Regions from separate parts of the Mus musculus genome. Here all the other regions are linked to region 2. Evidence: chromatin contacts called from public HiCAR-type and promoter capture Hi-C data. All regions are on one chromosome and are shown on one strand. The core of a region is the stretch at or near the end of the contact, and the rest is flanking DNA. Distances in the headings are between cores, read along the strand shown.

Region 1 (2,700 bases), core at 89-2,588, 2.7 Mb after region 2:
GAATTTTATTTTTATTTTTTTTCTATCCTTTTTTTTTCCATTTTTTATTAGGTATTTAGCTCATTTACATTTCCAATGCTATACCAAAAGTCCCCCATACCCACCCACCCCCACTCCCTTACCCACCCACTCCCCCTTTTTGGCCATGGTGTTCCCCTGTACTGGGGCATATAAAGTTTGCGTGTCCAATGGGCCTCTCTTTCCAGTGATGGCCGACTAGGCCATCTTTTGATACATATGCAGCTAGAGTCAAGAGCTCCGGGGTACTGGTTAGTTCATAATGTTGTTCCACCTATAGGGTTGCAGATCCCTTTAGCTCCTTGGGTACTTTCTCTAGCTCCTCCATTGGGAGCCCTGTGATCCATCCATTAGCTGACTGTGAGCATCCACTTCTGTGTTTGCTAGGCCCCAGCATAGTCTCACAAGGAGGTTTGTACTCATAACCTTCTAGAATGCCCTGGCTTTGTCAGCCTTCTTGATACCAGATAGGGCCATCGGTCCCTCCGGTATTAGAAGCCCACCCTCTTCCCTCCAAACTCAGCCACACCCACTTTTCTTTCTGTGATGCTAGGGAGAAGCTTAGCTGAGGTCAAGGATCTGAGGATGTGACAACCACTTGCCTGCCCCTTTCTAGGAGAGCAGAAAGTACCCCAGCACACCCAAGTGTTGGAGCGGGTGGCTCTACTGTGCTGGGGGTGACAGAGAATCATTTCAACAGAAGACTTAGTTTAGGATCTGAGGTTGGGATTAAAGATTTTCACCACGGTTACCACGCAACGTCCCATTTACAAATCACAGGGGTTTCAGTAGGGTACAAGAACGTGGCTGTGTAAGACACTGGAAACACCCCTGTGGCTTATTTGGGGATGGAGTGGTGCTGATGGAGACCTAGGAGCTATCTGTATGAACGCCCATGCTGCCTCAATTTAGGGTCACCGCACACTAGCGCTAAGGGAAAAGCCCTGGGGCTGTTTTCTACGTTTGTCCCTGGGGCTTCTACCTGGAAGGCATGCATAACAAAGGCAGAACAAAGGAGCCACCTGCCTTCTTCCCTATCCCATTGATCTCAAGCTACCTCGGGAGGTTTCCGAAACAAGGACCCCGTGGTTTGTAGGGCGCCCCCACTGGTTCGTCTAGGGTTGAGCTGGCCCAGCTCCTGCAGGGTCCCTGAAGTGGGCTTCCCAGGCCCAGGCGGTTGGGAGAGGCCTAGCAGACAGCTTCGGGTCCAGAGCATCCTCCAGCCGCTCCGCAACAGGAGCAAAACAAGAGCACGCGCACCTGTCGGCGCCCCGCCCCCTCCGCCCGGCCCAATCGTGGGCAGGGGCGGGGCCGGGGCGCAGTCGGAACCCGCGCAGAGCGCCGCGGAGGAGCAGGAGCAAGCGCAGCCTCGTTCCTGCAACCTCGTCCCCGCCGCCCGCAGACTTGTCTCCACTGCCGCTGCCGCCGCCGCCCCCGGGGCATGGCCTGTCTGATGGCCGCTTTCTCGGTCGGCACCGCCATGGTGAGTCGCACATCCTTCGCACTCCGGGCTGGCTTTTATCTTCTAAGGAAACAGGAAGCTCAAAGCCAGGCTGGCTGGTCCTCACACCAGCCGCCTATGAGCGCATCCTCCGGGCGCTGACCTGGGGTGCTCTGGAGAGGTGCCCGGCGCTGCTCGACTCCGCCCTGGCCACCTGGAGCTTTGAGATGCTCCTGTACTGGCTTAGGGCATCCAGAAGGTGGAGTGGGGCGCGGGTAGCGAGCAACCCCACAAGTGGACAGGTAGATGGCCTTGACTTGTCCGCCTCCTGGGTGAGGGGCTGGAGATGTGGAAGCGCACTGGGGAGGGACTGCAGGCTCAGCCCGAGGGAGGGGAGGGTCAGATCTCTCTGAGGAGCTCTGTGGAGCGGGCAGACGGCGGGGGACTTCTTGCGCCACCCTCTGGAGTCCTGGGCACAGTGGGGGGGGGGGGACACAAAAAGAGAAACTGCGCCCCACGAAACGGAGCCTGCTCTCCTGCGCTCCCCAGAGACAGCTACTCTTGGAGGAGGCAGCGAAGTCCCAGGGGAGACAGAGGAGGACGAGCTCAGATCCCTGCCAGGGTGAGGGTAGGGTGTGGGCATTTACACGCCCCCATCCCCCCAGATACCAGTGTTAGGACAAAACCTGGGTGCTACAGAATTGCTAGACAAGTATTGTTTCTCAGAGGTGGGCAAGCGTCTCCTCTTCCACGGTCACTCAATGCTCCAGGAGAAAGCTAACATACAACAACAAAAACCAGCCCACCATCTGTCTGGTCTCACCCTTGGCCCTACCGGCTCTGTCTAACAAGCGGACATTGCGGTTAATAACCTCTTAAGCTGACTTCAGACTGTGGTGGAGTATAAACAGCAAGCCCTCCGTTTTCCCACCCGAATCGTGCCTTTCTTTCTGTTACTAGCCTGCCTGTTCCTTCCCAATACGCTAGAAGCCCACATCTCACAGTCCCTCCCCTTTATTTCATTTTTAGCATCCTGTATTTGAAGTCAGCAAGGCTCCCCAGGATTTGACCGACAGTTACCTCTTGCCTTGCGCTCTAGAGGAAAAAAAAAAAAAGCACTCGGCTTTGTGCGCATGCTCTGCTCTGACAACCGCATCCTGTGATTCCAAACAGGTTACTGTAGAACTCGTCTCGAGCCCTGCCCGCCGACTCATTATGTAATGATTTTGTGTAAACCGATA
Region 2 (2,700 bases), core at 140-2,639:
GCAAGGGTGGGCTTGGGACCCATAACTTTTGTTTTCATGCTGAGCCGGAGTCTTAGGCCTGCTAGAACTCTGAACTCTGTCTTCAGCTGCAGCAAAGGTTTGGACTGGGATCTGAGGGATGTCTAACCCACCATGGGCTGAAAAGACACAGGGTGCCTGCTGCAGACCTGTGTGACATCTGTATTTCCACAGCACCTCACTCAAAAAATATTTAGCACACAGCTGGGCACGGTGGCACACACCTTTAATCCTGGAACTCAGGAGATCGAGGCAGGCAGATCTCTAATTTCAAGGCCAGCCTGGTTTACAGAGCGAATTCCAAGAGAGTCGGGGCTATGCCAAGAAACAAAAATTTGCCAAACTGATGTGACTGAATTAGCCTGAGAAAGTTCATGACAGCATCCTCCTACCTTAGCCCTGCAGTGGGTGGGGAACTGAGGTTTCTGGGTGCTTCTGAGTCCCTGTTCCAGGGAGGCAAGGAGGTCAGTCCAGTGAGAAGGTCTGGCTTTTGAGAACAAGCTGAATCTGACTACAGAAGCAAGGGGAACAATGTCTAAGAGACAGACGTCAGCCGCTCACCATGTTGATGGCCTTTAGAGTGTGGATGGCACTTGCAGCTTCAACCTGCCTGCTCTGCTCTGACCCTGTGGGAACCTGCTTCATCCTGCCTGCTGTTTGCTGTGTGTGTGCTCAGGCGAGATGAGCTATTCGTAGGTCTGCTCCCTGGAAATGGTGGGTGCTGGCTACATCTGTGATTTGTTCCCAGAGAGGGTGACATGCCTCCAAATGAGTCACTCCAGATCTGGAGGCTCCCTGCAAACGCTCCTTGACCCGGCGCCTCTCTATTAACTGCGAAGACCGGGGTCAAGTAACAAGAACGACTTTGTTTGAAATGCCAACTAATTGAGACAGGACAGGGGCATTTGTCCAAAGTCCACCTTGCCCGGAGGCTGAATCAGGGGCGGTTTATACAGATGGCCAGGATAGACTGGTGGGCGCCTCCTCCCAGGTGGAGGCTTAGGCTTAAGCCAGGCACATCTGATCCTAATCTAGTCACAAGGCGCTTTCCCGTTCTGCAGATCTCAGCAAGGGTCATTTCCTCAAGCTATTCCTGTCATCCATGCCTCTGCCCACATGCGGTGGCCGGACCATTGCACAATGCACGGCTAGAGGGGGCGGCTGCCCAGTGGCTCTGCGGGGCTCATCACCAAATTAGGCGATGACGGAGACCGGTTCTGCCGGGGACTGGAAGTCATGGGGCAGGCAGAAGATAGAAAGCAGGGAGAAATCCAATCCCAGGGCCCGGCTTCAGCCCTTGTCCCAATGCAGGACTGCCTGCTGCTCCTAGAGCGGTTCTCACGGTGCAGCCGCGTGGTGGCGCCCCCCCAGCGGCCGCAAACTGCAGCGCCTCTCCGGCTTGGCTGAGCGCGGAACGTGCCCGTAACGGGCAACTCTCGCGAGAACGCGGGCTCTATTTGAGCGCATGCGCAAAGCGCTCTGCCTTCTTTCCGGTTTCCGCGGCAGCCGCAGCCATGAGGTAAGTTGTTATCGTGGCGCTATCCGCCGCCATCCGTGCACCCACACGCCCGCGGACGCCCCGCGGCCCGTCTCGGAGGCTCTCCCGGCGACTGCCCCGCGTCGCGAGCCTTTCCCCAGCGTGCCGTGGGCCTGTCATCGGGCCCGGGGTGCAGCATGGCCGGCCCCGAACGCCTTCGCTTCTCCCCAACAGCAGCAAAGTCTCACGCGACACCCTGTACGAGGCGGTGCGGGAAGTCCTGCACGGGAACCAGCGCAAGCGCCGCAAGTGAGCGCGGGCCTCCCTCCCGGGGCAGGGCGAGCATCCCCGGCCATGGCGACCCTGGCTCACAGCTCCCCTCTCGCTCAGGTTTCTGGAGACGGTGGAGCTGCAGATCAGCCTGAAGAACTACGACCCTCAGAAGGACAAACGTTTCTCGGGCACCGTCAGGTTGGCACCGCTCTAACCCCACCCAGCCCTCAGTGTTCCCGTGTGGCCTGGCCGCGCCCTAGGCGGGCACGGGGACACTGACGTGCCAGGGTAGTTCAGGAGCCCTGCTGCAGGCAGGCAGGCTGGACGGACCCCCACCCTGGGTCTTAAAACAAGAGGGGAGGCGTGGGGAGGCCTCGGCCGAGCCCGCCGCCTAGCCTGAGAAGCCAGGCTAGTGTTGCCCAGAGCTCCGGGTAAGGCTTGCCGCTCCCTGCCATGCGTTCAGATCTAGCGGGATGGCCAGCGCCGACCATGACCTGTTCTGTTTTCTCCCCTCCCAAACGCAGGCTCAAGTCCACCCCACGCCCCAAGTTCTCGGTGTGCGTTCTGGGGGACCAGCAGCACTGTGATGAAGCCAAGGCCGTGGATATCCCCCACATGGACATCGAGGCGCTCAAGAAGCTTAACAAAAACAAGAAGTTGGTCAAGAAGCTGGGTAGGTGGGGCTCACTAGGGCTGAACACAACCCATGACCCCCTGCCCAGGAGTGGCAGCACACATTGGGCTTCACAACCAGTTAGAAAATGCCCCACAGGCTGGTCTGATACTCCCCTCTCGCCAGTGTGTGCAGTTGACTCATAGCCAGCTATTGGTTTGGGTTTCAAGTCTTTTCAGTTAACAACCTATCGAGGGAGGGGTCACAAGTGTCTCCCACGTGTTAGCCTCCATGGTAGCCCCTGTCTCCGCATACATTT
Region 3 (2,700 bases), core at 100-2,599, 2.2 Mb before region 2:
TCCTGGGCCTGTTTGCAGAAGTTCCCTTGTCACTACCAGATCTGCAGGAATGATCGGGATGAGTTGTACACAGTGACCTGATAAGGCTGGTTCATGGACACCTGAAACTCTAATGACCTCTTCAGCTAGGACAAGCGAGAGAGGTGCTTGTCTAGCCCCAACCAGGTTTCCATCTGAATAAAATTGTCCTGAGACGCTTGGCTTCTTTCTCCAGAGAAGACCCCCTCCACCCCAAAAAATCTTTATGGCTGCTGCCAATTCCTCTGAAGGTCACAGCTGTTTCCACCTGGAGCCCACAGGTGCCACGTGTGGGCTGATCACGCTGTTATGGATGGGGATACAGATAAGGGATTCCTGTGGTCCCCTTCCTTTGGAAAGCCGTGATATGAGACCCACAAGCAAGGAAGTCTGAGTGCACAGAGGTCACTCACTGTCTCTGACATCCTGTACCCTTAATGCCATCCTGCCTTGGCATGGGGATACCCTCCTGCTGCAGTTGCTATGGTAGAGTCCAGGGTCATCAGAGAGCTGATTAAGACCTGGAGTGCTGTGTGCTGTCCCTCCCTCATTGTCTGTTGGAGCAGGAGGCCTTCGGGAGAGCCTGAGGTAGCAGGCTGCTCAGCTGTATGAGGTCTGGCTCCAGAAGGCACACAATGCTCGCTAGTGTTCCCTTCTCTCTTAAGGGGTCCAAGGCCCCAGTCTGGTGAGCATTCTCCTGTGCTGGCCCTAGACACTTGGATGAGGCTGACCCCTACTGGATCAACTGAGGATTAAGGAGTGGGTTCTGGATCCCCAGCCCAATCTTTCTGGTCTCCTGGGGTCACTGAGCTGGTAGTGCTGTGTGCCCAGGCCATTTGGTTCCCACTGTGAGGCTCATCTGCTCTGAGTACTGGGATTGCAGGTGTGGGCTTCTGGGCTCCTTCCCAAGCTACTAACATCCTTTATTTGGCACCAAAGCACACTTTAGCCCCTGAAAGGGGAAATGTGTATATTCTGTTGGGGGTGGGGGGCAGGTGGTAAAATGTTACTGTTCTAAGATATGAAGGCATATTTTTATGTAATTGGTGAATTTAATATTCTACAATAATTTTTCAAATCAAATGAGTGGTCTTTTTTTTTTTTTTCCTTGCGTCCCTGGAGGGAAAGGGAGGTTGAGCTCAGGGTAGCCTTTCCCAACAGGCTTGCCAAAGCTGCTGGGGAACTCCTGGGCTGCACTTGGCAGACGGTGCCTTGAACCCATTCGCAGTAGATAATTTTTCATGGTCCCTAAAGGAGGCGGAGGGAAAGGGATTAGTTTAGATGGACGGGCGTTGCTGCCAATTGGCAGCGAGCGAAGGCGCACGTTCGGTGACGCTATTCCGGTTCCGGGAGGCGCGGGCGCGCTCTCCTAGAAGTAGAGGGTCGCGCGATGCCGCTGCACAGGTATCCTGTGCACCTGTGGCAGAAGCTGCGGCTGCGGCAGGGCATCTGTGCGCGCTTGCCCGCCCACTTCTTGCGCTCACTGGAAGAAGAACGGACGCCGACCCCGGTACACTACAAACCTCACGGGACCAAGTTCAAGATCAACCCCAAGAATGGGCAGCGCGAGCGCGTTGAGGACGTACCCATTCCAGTTCACTACCCTCCAGAGTCCCAGCAGGGACTGTGGGGTGGAGAGGGCTTGATTTTAGGCTACAGATACGCCAACAACGACAAGGTGGGTGCGGACCATCTCGGCTGTTCTGCATGCTTTGCTGAGCAGGCGCTGCTCTGGGCGCCACAAACGGTCAACCAGACTAACACAAGCGTTTTGTTTACGGAGCAAGCTAACTCCGATAGCAAAGTCTAGTCCTGAAGTGGGGTGGTCCTGGATCAGATAGTATCAAAAGTAAGGACAGAGTGGGGACAGTGGTGGAGAAAAGGAAGGAGGAAGGATAGATTCGAAGCTTGTGCCGAAGAGGAGGGAGAAGTGAAATCTGCTTGTCACCTGCTAGTTTCTATGCGCATTTCCCTCATTTTTAGGACGGAATAACTTTGCTCCTAGTACATAAAAATCAAAAAGACCGAGATGACTGCCTGGAGTCTATCTCTTCTGGTGATACTCTGCTCCTAGGCAAGCCCTGTGGGAGGAGAGAGTATGTTTCAGGCCTTCCAGGGTGTCATTCACTTGCCTGTGGCTACTGGGTTTCAGCTGTGTGAGAATCTGGAACATATACCAGTAGCATTAGGGCTAGCCTGAGTGAAGCAGACATCTAGGTGGGTGGGTGTCCAGAGCCAGCTCAGGGGCCCTGACCTGCATCAGTGGTCCTGAGGAGCGTCTGAGGAAGGGAGAGGGCCTGGCTCACAGTAGCCCAGGTTCCAGAAGGGTGCTTTGGGGCCCACTTGGTCTATAGGAAAACGGGAGGTTTCTCTTGCACCCTTAGCTCTCCAAGAGGGTGAAGAAGGTGTGGAAGCCACAGCTGTTCACTCGGGAGCTTTACAGTGAAATCCTGGACAAGAAGTTCACCGTGACTGTGACCATGAGGACCCTGGATCTCATCGATGAGGCCTATGGATTTGACTTCTATATTCTCAAGGCAAGCAGGGGTTAGTGCACTCCAAGGTCTTGTCAGACTCGTGGGAAGTGCCGAGTGCACTGCATGGGCATGGGCAGGGAGTGTGGGGCACCCCAGGGTAGCCATTACAAGTAGGACTGAGTCCCTGTTGGTGCAGCCCCTGAAG

Evidence for each region. Promoter capture Hi-C pulls out the DNA fragments that hold promoters and counts their contacts. HiCAR-type assays count read pairs that join an accessible place to other places.
Region 1: a contact with region 2 is called in a promoter capture Hi-C map of pre-B cells, with 2.5 times the contacts expected there. The contact joins the promoter of Abcg1 here to the promoter of Rpl10a in region 2.
Region 3: a contact with region 2 is called in a HiCAR-type map of astrocytes, with 5 times the contacts expected there. The contact joins the promoter of Mrpl28 here to the promoter of Rpl10a in region 2.

The regions. Positions count from the first base shown.
Region 1 is chr17:31,056,356-31,059,055 of GRCm38.p6, forward strand. It overlaps Abcg1 (ATP binding cassette subfamily G member 1), which reads left to right and starts at 1,339. Exons shown (of 15, transcript NM_009593.2): 1 at 1,339-1,501. The coding sequence starts at 1,460.
Region 2 is chr17:28,327,082-28,329,781 of GRCm38.p6, forward strand. Rpl10a (ribosomal protein L10A) reads left to right here and starts at 1,390. Exons shown (of 6, transcript NM_011287.2): 1 at 1,390-1,537; 2 at 1,730-1,804; 3 at 1,886-1,966; 4 at 2,293-2,441. The coding sequence starts at 1,533.
Region 3 is chr17:26,122,154-26,124,853 of GRCm38.p6, forward strand. It overlaps Mrpl28 (mitochondrial ribosomal protein L28), which reads left to right and starts at 1,350. Exons shown (of 5, transcript NM_024227.3): 1 at 1,350-1,696; 2 at 2,403-2,555. The coding sequence starts at 1,409. It overlaps Pgap6 (post-glycosylphosphatidylinositol attachment to proteins 6), which reads left to right. Exons shown (of 13, transcript NM_021793.2): 13 at 1-1,101. The coding sequence ends at 81.